Linked DNA regions of Gossypium hirsutum: regions 1 and 3 are each linked to region 2. The links are chromatin contacts, called in public Hi-C maps. All regions are on one chromosome and are shown on one strand. The core of a region is the stretch at or near the end of the contact, and the rest is flanking DNA. Distances in the headings are between cores, read along the strand shown. Region 1 has its middle 3.6 kb from the start of LOC107892126. Region 2 holds the start of LOC107892129. Region 3 holds the start of LOC107892133 (glucuronokinase 1).

Region 1 (3,125 bases), core at 255-2,754, 190 kb before region 2:
TTCCATATCTTCAATCTTTACCCTGAAAAATTATTTCAAAATCTTGTTATATGTTGGATTTTATAAAATAATGTTAATAATTTATTATCGTGTGGAATTGAATTACTTTTATTTTAATTAGAATGTCATAAAATTTTTAAATATATTAATATTTTTATACACATTTTAAATAATTTAATACGATGTTATCGTGTGCAATAACTTATCAATAGTATCATATGTAATAACTTGAAAATATGTATTTTATAAGGTATCAGGATTTTTTAACAATTATTCAATATTAAAATTTTATATTAAAATTTTTATTTTTCAAATTTATTTTAAAATTTTCTTTTAATTTTAGTTTAAAAATATTAATAAAATTCAATATATGACATAATAAAATTTTGTTTTTAAATAATATAATATTTTTATTATTTTGTTATATGTTTATTTAAACAAAGTAATTAAAAATCAGTTAAATTACTTTTAAAATAATTATATGTTTATATAAATACTTTTGAATTTTAACTATACTACATAAAATTATTGCCTTACTTGTTATAATTAAAAAATTCAATTAAAAAATTCACTTTTTTGTGAAAATAAAATGAATACAAACTCAAATAAATTAGGTCCTCAAAGGAGGATCCTCAAACAATATTAAACTCGCTCTTCAGTCACGGACCATCTTGACAAGACTATCTACAAATGTATTACCTTCTCGGGGAATATGTTGGATCTTCTACTACTTTATCGTCAACAGGGCTTGACGTATTCTTCTAACTAGAGTAGAATTAGAGATTCCAACTGAACCATCTTGAATGGTCGTAGCTACTTCAAGACTATCCGTTTGAATTAAGATCCTTTTGACTCTCCTATTTGAAATAAGCTTCAACTGATCTAAAATACCTCAAAGCTCTGCTTCTGTCACTGTACAATTTCCTAAGTATCTGTAAAACCCAATGATCCATTTACCATTCTAGTCACGCACTAATCCCCAGCTGTAGCAAAACCTTCATCCTGCCTAACTAAACCATCCGTATTAAGACACACCCAACTTTTATCAGTGCATGGGCTAGCAAAAGAACTTTGAACCTTGTGAAGCGGTACTTTTGAAGCTAAAATGTATTACCTTGCCCAACTATGAGAGACTTTAAGAACCTCATCAATACTCCATGGAATACCTTGAAAGGTAAACAAGTTACTATTCTTCCAAATGTGGCAAGAGATGATCTCGAAGAGACACAACCACGCAACCCCTTCTAGAAGAACGGGCTGATGATTCTGCAAATTTTTCGTCATCCATTCATGAAGAGATCTGGTGTAGAAATTGGGAGCACTCTATCTAGGATAAGCTTATCCCAAATACTTCTAGCTGTAGGGAAAATCTCTAAAGACATGTAACACACCCTCAGATTCATGCCCACAAAAACCACATGCGCTGATTGTACCAACTCCTCACCTTACCCTTTTAGCACCTGTGAGTAAACGTTGCTTAAGAGCAAGCCAAATGAAGAAATAAATCCGATGTGGACCTTTGAACTTCCAAGGTAGCTTCCAAGTCAGTTCTTTCAGATTTAGAGCACCCTCTCGGACTTTACCATAGGCGTTTTTGAGAGAGAAGGAACTAGTTGAAGAAGCCCCCATATAACTCTGTTAGGGCTGAAAGAGGGGTGAGGCAGTGGAACACAAATGATCCTGCTAATGACCTTCTAAAACTTAAATTCTAAAAAGGTCTAAATTCCATGAACCATACTCAGTAATCATATTCTTAAGAGTGCAACCCATGCTAAGATTAAAAGTAACCAAAATATGATTGCACAAAGGTCTAAAGTTCGAAATCCAAGTGTCCCACCAACAGTTAATAGAGTTTCCATCCCTAATAGACCATAATAAATTTTCTAGATATAAGGGGCCATACTTTAAAAAGAGATCTCCATAAGAAAGAACAACACCCTCTTGAAAGGTTTTCAGGCATACCACTTGTAACCCCATACTTTGACCAGAGAACCCAAACCCAAAGTGCATTGGAGTTTGAAACGATGTTGTATAAAACCTTCATCATGAAATACGTGTTGTGATCTTTCAAATGCCTCAACCCAAGACCACCATGCAATTTAGGCTGACATACCGAGTTCCATCTAACCAAAGCCATCTTGGAACCACCATTTTAGGATCTTTATACAACCTTTCTAGCCATGTATTCAATCTCATCACATAAGCCTTTGGGAACCATCATTGTCTACATAAAATAGCTTGGTATCTAAAATAGGACCACTTGAGCCAAAGTCACTTTGTTAGCTAAGGAAAGCTATTTGACATCCCAACTAGATAATTTACTTTGCACCTTGTCAGTCACAAACTGCAATGTGTTACTAGTGACCTTCTCATGAAAGACCGACACCCTAAGATAAGATCCCAGATTATTTACTTCCTGAAAACCAAAATTTCTGGTTATGAGTCTCCTTAAGCTATCCTCTATGAAGAAAAGACATGTGTTTTCTACATATTAATCTTGTGACCCGAAAATTCACAAAACTTATTAAGAATGCCTTTAATGAGCTGAGCTTGATGTTCTTTTGCATGGCCAAATAAGATTAAATCATCTACAAAAAGGAGATGAGATAACACTAGGTCGGTACGAGACAAGCGAATAGGGGGCCAGCTTCCGGAATCAATGGCAGGACGGATACTATGGCCCAACCATTCCGTACAAAGGATAAACAAGTAGGGAGATAATGGACATCCCTGTCAAAAACCCCTAGCAGGCCAAAATTTTTTTATTTGGGACCCCGTTCCACAAAAGCTGCATAGAGGAACTTGAAATTGCAGACATAATAACATTATGTAAAAAACCAAGGATACCTGCAGCCTGTAAAGAGGTATCAATAAAGCCTCATTGCATACGATCATACGCTTTCTCTAAATCAATTTTGATGGTCGTCCACCTCCTGTTCTTCTGCGTACTCTTCATGGATTGAATAACCTCTTATACAATGACAATATTATCAATGATATTCTGACCTGCTAGAAACCCAATCTGTTCAGGACCTATGATCTTCGGAAAGACCATTTTAAACCGGCTTACAATTATCTTCATAATTAGTTTATAAAGTACAAAACAGAGACTAATTGGCCGAAAT
Region 2 (3,288 bases), core at 679-3,178:
CTTCATACTGGCGTGGCATACGGTCGTGTCCTTGTCGAGCCCAAATCTAATTCTATTAGAAAAAGGCTAATTTTAGGCTATTTTGGGCATTCCTAAGTCTATATGAACACCCTAGAAGAGGATCAAAGGGGAGACGGAGAGTAGAAGGCAGAAAATACTCGAAGACAGCCATTGGAATCATCTCGGAAGCAGGATTTACTTCAATATTGAAGATCTTTATTCAATTTCTACCGAAGTTTTTGGGTTTCTTTATGTTTTGTTGTTTTCCCAATTTTGAGATGTTTTCCCCCATCATTATGAACTAAATTCCCTAAATACCTAGGGAAGATGAAACCTAAGACGAATCTTATTATCTTTTGAATTATATGATAAATACTTGTTCTTATTCTTAATTCTGAGTTTTGATCCTTGCATTAATATTTCAGGATATTAATTCAGATCTTGATGTGCTTATTCAGTAGAGCAAGAGTCCCTGTTTAAGAATAGATCTTCCATAATTAAGTGGAGTTGTATGCAATCCTAGAGATAGGACGACATAAATCTGTCGGATTAGAGTCAAATCTAATAAGGAAATCCATAGATCGAGTTAATGCGACAATAGGGGTTTTAATTAGAAAGAGATTTCAATTAATCAACCTAGCGCCGTTGTTTTTAGTCTTGAGAGAGATATTAACATAGGCTAGGGATTTCTACGGATTAAGTTAAGTAAATAAATCGTCTAATTTAGAAGTAATAAATGAAGTCTAGGCGGACTCTTCCTTGGGTATTGTTTTCTCCATCGGTTTTCCAAAAGTATTTTCTAACTTTTATCTCTGTCGTGCTCTTAATTAATTAGATAGTTAAATCTTAGTTTAAAATACCCCTTTAATTCTTAGGCTAGATAATAAAAAGATAGTAATTACTAGTACTTTTAGTCCTTATGGATACGATATTTCCGGTCTCACCATAACTATACTACTGTTCGATAGGTGCGCTTACCTTAGTCGAATTTTTAGTTAGTTTAGCGACTATAAAAAAAATGGAGACCAAGATTGAATCATTAAATATTGACCAAAGATAACCTAAGGTCTATCTATAAGAGCATTTGCATAGTCTTTTATCATTCTAAAATTTAACAAGATAGTAATCATTCACTAAATCCATCAATTGAATGGCACTGATTGGCTTTCAAAGAACTTAAATCTTATTGAGGAGCACATCAAAACCAATTCTATGTCCCAATAATTTGATAACCATAATCTTTGACATAGTAGCATCAAGAAGACTATGCACGTGTTTGGAAAAACAGATTGAGGGCACTCCATCAGTTAAACCTATGATTATATCACACTCCCTAAGGTCTATGTCTTCCACCTTGAAAGCCACATTCTTCCTCTTGTTAGATCTCGAATTACCAATCAATATATCCCTAAAATAAGTCTTCTACTCCTCTTACAAAAAGGCCCTTTAAATCCATCAACCTTCCCTTTATTAATGCCTTCCCTAAGATCTAAAGCTTGACTAGCTATATCTCCCATGTCTGACTCCTCCACCATCACACATTTATAATCCTTTGCTCCAGATCCTGTGACAACTTCCATCAATAAAACTTGTTTTCTTTGATTTTCTTTTTACCCTTAAAGTTTATAATGTTAACACCAAAACTAGAATATAATGTGGATTAATTTACTCTGTCATGAATAATGCGATAACGTTTCAAAAAAATTTTAACTACAAAATTGACCCTTTAATTATATCAATTTTCAATTAGGTATCTAAAGTTTTTTTTGGGAAGTGGTACATAAATGATCAATTTCATCTCATTTTATATAAAAAAAATATACAAAATCCAATAAAAATGTGACACATGTCATGTTCTTATGGTTGAAGTTTTATTTTGGTGTAAAATTAGACGAAATAATACTTTTGACAAAAAATTTGTAGGTAAATTGGAAAAAAAAGTATAATGTAAGGGCTAATTTTAGATTTAAGCCAGAAACTCAAGAGAACCTTCGATAGCCATAACACCAGTAAATCTTATCCTCCAATCTCAATCCGCGCGTATTTCCACGCATTTCCATTTCGTATTCCTTTCAAAATATCTCCTCACGCGCTTTGCTCACCATCCCGCTCTCTTCAGCTCCTCACCGTCGACTCCTCCTTATCTTTTACTCCAAAACCTTTTTTCGATGGCGGATCCAAGCAACCTCTCAGCTGTTTCCTCCGAAGATGCGGCGAAGTTCGGTTTCACGCGCGATGAGATGTACTCCAGTAACCTTGCCGGCACCGTCAACCCGTACGACCGCCACTTGTTCCTCCGCCATAAGTCGTATAACGATTGGGCTTCCCGTGTCGAAGAGGACGGCCTCCCTAATCTCCTCTCCTCCGCTCTTAAGTCTCGCAAAAACGACATCCCAGTCAAGGTAAGTTCGTTTCGTTCTATCAGCTGTCGTTTACTTTTAAGGTTTAAAATTGTCAATTAATCGTAGTTCTATATTTTTCTTTTCCGATATAGACACTGTTGACGGTTATTGAAGGAGCGGAATCTGACGGAGATGTGTTAGTTTTCCCTGAAATGATCAAATACAAGTAAGCTTTCCTTTTTTGCACCTTTTTTTAAATTATAATAAATTTCTTTCTAAATGCTGTTGAATTTCCTTTTACTAGATCGGATGCTGTAAAACTTATAAAAGATGGAGCTGAACTTTACATTTTGTAACTTATAGGGTATGAATCTATTTTTCGTTCAGATGTTGAGTAAGAATCTGCTAAAATTTTTCTTAATGGAACTACTTTCTAGAAACATTTTTCATGTGGTCATCTAACTGTAAATCAGGAAATTAGCATTTCTTGAATTATGGTTAAATATTTAGTTTAATGGGCATGTGTCATGTACAGTACCAAAAAAAAAGGACATGTGCCAAAGTCTCAAGGCTGATTTTGGGGTTAAAAATGTAATCATTCTTCTGTAATTGTAGCTATGATGAGGATTAACATGTGTTTTGTTTATGTAATATTTTCTTATGTTTATTTGTTGAGTTGAGTTGAGATTTATTATTTTATTTTATTTCTTTTGTTTGTAAAATAATGAGAGAATGCTAAGATTATGAATGAAGGGATTTTAATGCTGATTCTCTTTTATTGTATTGATGGAAGGGGTTTGGCGGACTCCGATGTGGATGGTTTTGTTGAGGATGTGCTTGTGAATGGCAAGCCGTGGGCTTCTGGAGTTCAGGAAACATTGACTGGTTCATATATCTTTGTGTGTGCTCACGGTAATCGTGACAAGAGATGTGGTGTTTGTGGACC
Region 3 (3,244 bases), core at 186-2,685, 150 kb after region 2:
TTTTTATAACAAATAATTATTTAAAAATTAATTATACAAAAACACGATTATTAATTGATACATTGATAAAAAAATTATTATTTAAAATATTATCAATAAATAGTTGGAAGAAGTGGCCATCAACTACTCTCCCAAATATTTAAAATGAATTCAAATTCTAAAGTCATAAAAAGGATTTTAGTATTTTATCTGGTGGTGGAGCATGGTGGAGACCTAGGGGACCATGGCTCCTAAATTGATAAGTATTTAATTTAGCCTTTTATAATTTATAAAATTTTAAATTAGTAATGGTAAAATTATATTTTGACCCCTTAAAAATGATAAAAATTTGATTGAACTCTTTAAAAATGATAAAGATATTGACTATTAAAATGATAAAATTATATTTTTATTATTATAAAAATATACAATTTAATTCTGATCCAAAAAAATTCAGACTCAACCATTGATTTTACCTAAATTCTTGTGATTAGAAAAAAAAACACTAAAATAAATTTTTAAACAATAAAATTTATATATTATTACGAGATGACCATACTAATTGAGAAAATAATTCTTCAAACAATATATTGTATATATTATCATGAGATCGCCATACTAATTGATTTATCAATAATTTTTAAACAATAGATTATATATATTATCATAAAATGACCATACTGTATCAAATAATTTTCCAATAAATTTTATATATCATGATGAGATGACTACTGTTTTTAAAAGATGGACCTAATTAGAGATATCAAAATAAAGAGTGGTTTAATAAACGATTGAATTGGAAGTTTAATAATTTTCTTATTTTATAAATTTATGTTAGGTCGGATTTATGTAATGTATTTAGATTAATTTTTTAAATTTAAGTTCGACTTAGCTTGAAAAATGGGTTTACTTTTTTGTTTAAATCCAACCTAATTTAAGAAAGATCAATCCAGATTTAAGAAAGGTAAATCAAGGTTCAACCTGACTTACTAAAATTTTTAAAATTAAATATAATTTATTAAATGCATTAAAAAAAGGCTAAGATTAAAGTTTTCTAAGAGACTAAAAATATATTAAAAAATACTATCATAAATATAATAAATGTTTTATTGTATTAAATATAATTTTTAAAATTTTATATTTTAGGTTGGGTAAATTTATTTTTAGATTTTAGATAATAAATTTAATTGTTATTGAGTTAGTGATTTAATATAAATATAAATATAACTATGTATAATATATATTTAACATATATAATTAATATAATATTTTTTATAATATAATACAGGCTGGATTTGAATAAAAATATCTTACTTAAAATTCAATGCATATAAAATACAGACCTTAATTTTTATCTAAATTTATTTTTTAAATCTCATATTTAATTAAATCTTCCTAATTTTTAGACCAGCCTTTGTTCCAAGACGGGATGCACCGCGATAGGTCTAGCTGTTGCTAACACCAAAATACAAAACACGACCCGAATAAAAAAGAAGAAAGAGGTGACACCACGCCGTGACTTATAGATTTAGAATGAAGAGATAAGCACAAGTGCAAGAGGGCATATTTTGGCAGAAAAGCAAAGTGAGATCCAATTGTAGGTAGGTCCAAGGTGTCACCACGTAGGACCCCTACAATGTATAAATCAAACCAAATCCGAAAACGAAACGCTCACTCAAAGAAGTTGTTTTTTGTACTGGTTTGGTGCAGTGCATGCGGAAAAAATGGATCAAAATATGAACTCAACCAAGGAAGGTCTTATCTCAGGGTCAGGGGCGATTCAACACAAAGCTTACGCTCGTGTTGGATTGCTTGGCAACCCAAGCGATGTTTACTTCGGCAAAACCATCTCTTTTAGCCTTGCCAATTTCTGGGCTTCCGTTACTTTGGAGCCTTCTCCTCATCTCATCATCAACCCTCACCCCATTCATGATCTTGTTCAGTTTGATTCCCTTGATCACCTCGTAATTTCATTCTTTCTCTCTTTCTTTTTTTTTCCTTCTTATATTGGTGTTTATATTTTGTAGGATCTGATATTTTAAATTTTTTTGGGGTGGATTTGAATATGAAAATTTTGGTTATCTAAGCATTTTCAGGGGATTCGGAAGATACCCAGATTGAGATTTGTTGGGTTTTTATTGAATCTAGTTTGATATGATTGATATTTTTTGAGTTTTGATTTGGTGTTAATTTTGCACCCCATGCTAGGATTCTATAATAGTTTTTTGATTTAAAGTGGGAGATGTAAGGCTCTTTTGTTGATTGCAATTTTTTTTTCTTCTTTTTAAATTCAAGTGTTGAAGATTATAATTCAGAACTCTTTGAGAAGAGTAATTTGTTTGTGGTATTGTAGATTATATACGAGAAATTCTTTGGTTAATGGTTACCATGTGTTGATAAAGTGTTTAGGATTGGTTCTGCAGTTTGGGCTTTCTGATGCTAATATATATTTCATATATGTATGTATATAAGAATGTATGCATGCATGCAAGCATGTATGTATGTATGCTTGTTTTTTATGTGTTATCTTTAATATGATTGAAAGCAACTCACATGCATGTATGCTTGTCTTTTATGTGTTATCTTTCATCTGACAAGTTATGTAATGCAAGCCACATGCTTTTGCTTTGTTTTTTCTTTTAGATGCTTTAGTAATGAGATTTTTAACTTCATTATATGAATCTCATATATGTATGTATGTATGCATGTATGCTTGTCTTTTATGTATTATCATTTAATCTGACAAATTATTGAATGCAAGCAACATTATTTTTGGGTTGGTCTTTTTGAGCTTTAGTAATGAGATTTCCCCTTGTATTATGTCTGGTTCTACTTGCATTCATAGGTATAGATATCTACATTGCATGTTCGACATAAATGGGCTGAAACACGGATTTTTTTACTTGGAAGGTTAATCGGTTGCAAAGTGAAGGTTATTATGGAGGTGTGCGACTGCTTATGTCAATTTGTAAACTCTTTCATAAGCATTGCAAGGATAATAACATAAATCTCTCACCAGGGAACTTCACCCTCTCGTATGATACTAATATCCCTCGCCAGGTATTGCTCTGAACAGAAAATACAAGAATCGAACTCATAATGTTCTTTTAGTTACTTAATATATGTCATTGTTGTTGTCATCGGTTTGTCACTCATTTTTCTCACGCATTGAAATACACGGTTTATTGTAGTTATTCTAACACAAATATGTATGCAGTTTGGATTGTTCAATTCCTTTTTGATTTCTCTCTGTTTGTGTAATGTT

The links. A called contact is a pair of places that touch in the nucleus more often than the background predicts.
Region 1: a Hi-C map of leaf shows a contact between it and region 2, with 2.3 times the contacts expected there. The contact joins the enhancer-like site here to the promoter of LOC107892129 in region 2. A contact is called at or near these places in 14 of 34 Hi-C or Micro-C datasets (anther, callus, fibers and 4 more).
Region 3: a contact with region 2 is called in a Hi-C map of leaf, with 2.3 times the contacts expected there. The contact joins the promoter of LOC107892133 here to the promoter of LOC107892129 in region 2. A contact is called at or near these places in 3 of 34 Hi-C or Micro-C datasets (callus and leaf).

Annotation. Positions count from the first base shown.
Region 1 is chrA09:10,392,482-10,395,606 of Gossypium_hirsutum_v2.1, forward strand. No RefSeq gene overlaps it. Among protein-coding and RNA genes, the nearest start is that of LOC107892126, 3.6 kb to the right of the region's middle. Within about 2 kb of position 1,505, at least 1 of the 9 cell types and tissues checked has an H3K27ac peak or open chromatin away from gene starts, as enhancers often do.
Region 2 is chrA09:10,580,580-10,583,867 of Gossypium_hirsutum_v2.1, forward strand. LOC107892129 reads left to right here and starts at 1,929. Exons shown (of 5, transcript XM_016817128.2): 1 at 1,929-2,402; 2 at 2,495-2,568; 3 at 3,136-3,288. The coding sequence starts at 2,169.
Region 3 is chrA09:10,729,450-10,732,693 of Gossypium_hirsutum_v2.1, forward strand. LOC107892133 (glucuronokinase 1) reads left to right here and starts at 1,436. Exons shown (of 6, transcript XM_016817133.2): 1 at 1,436-1,943; 2 at 2,890-3,039. The coding sequence starts at 1,704.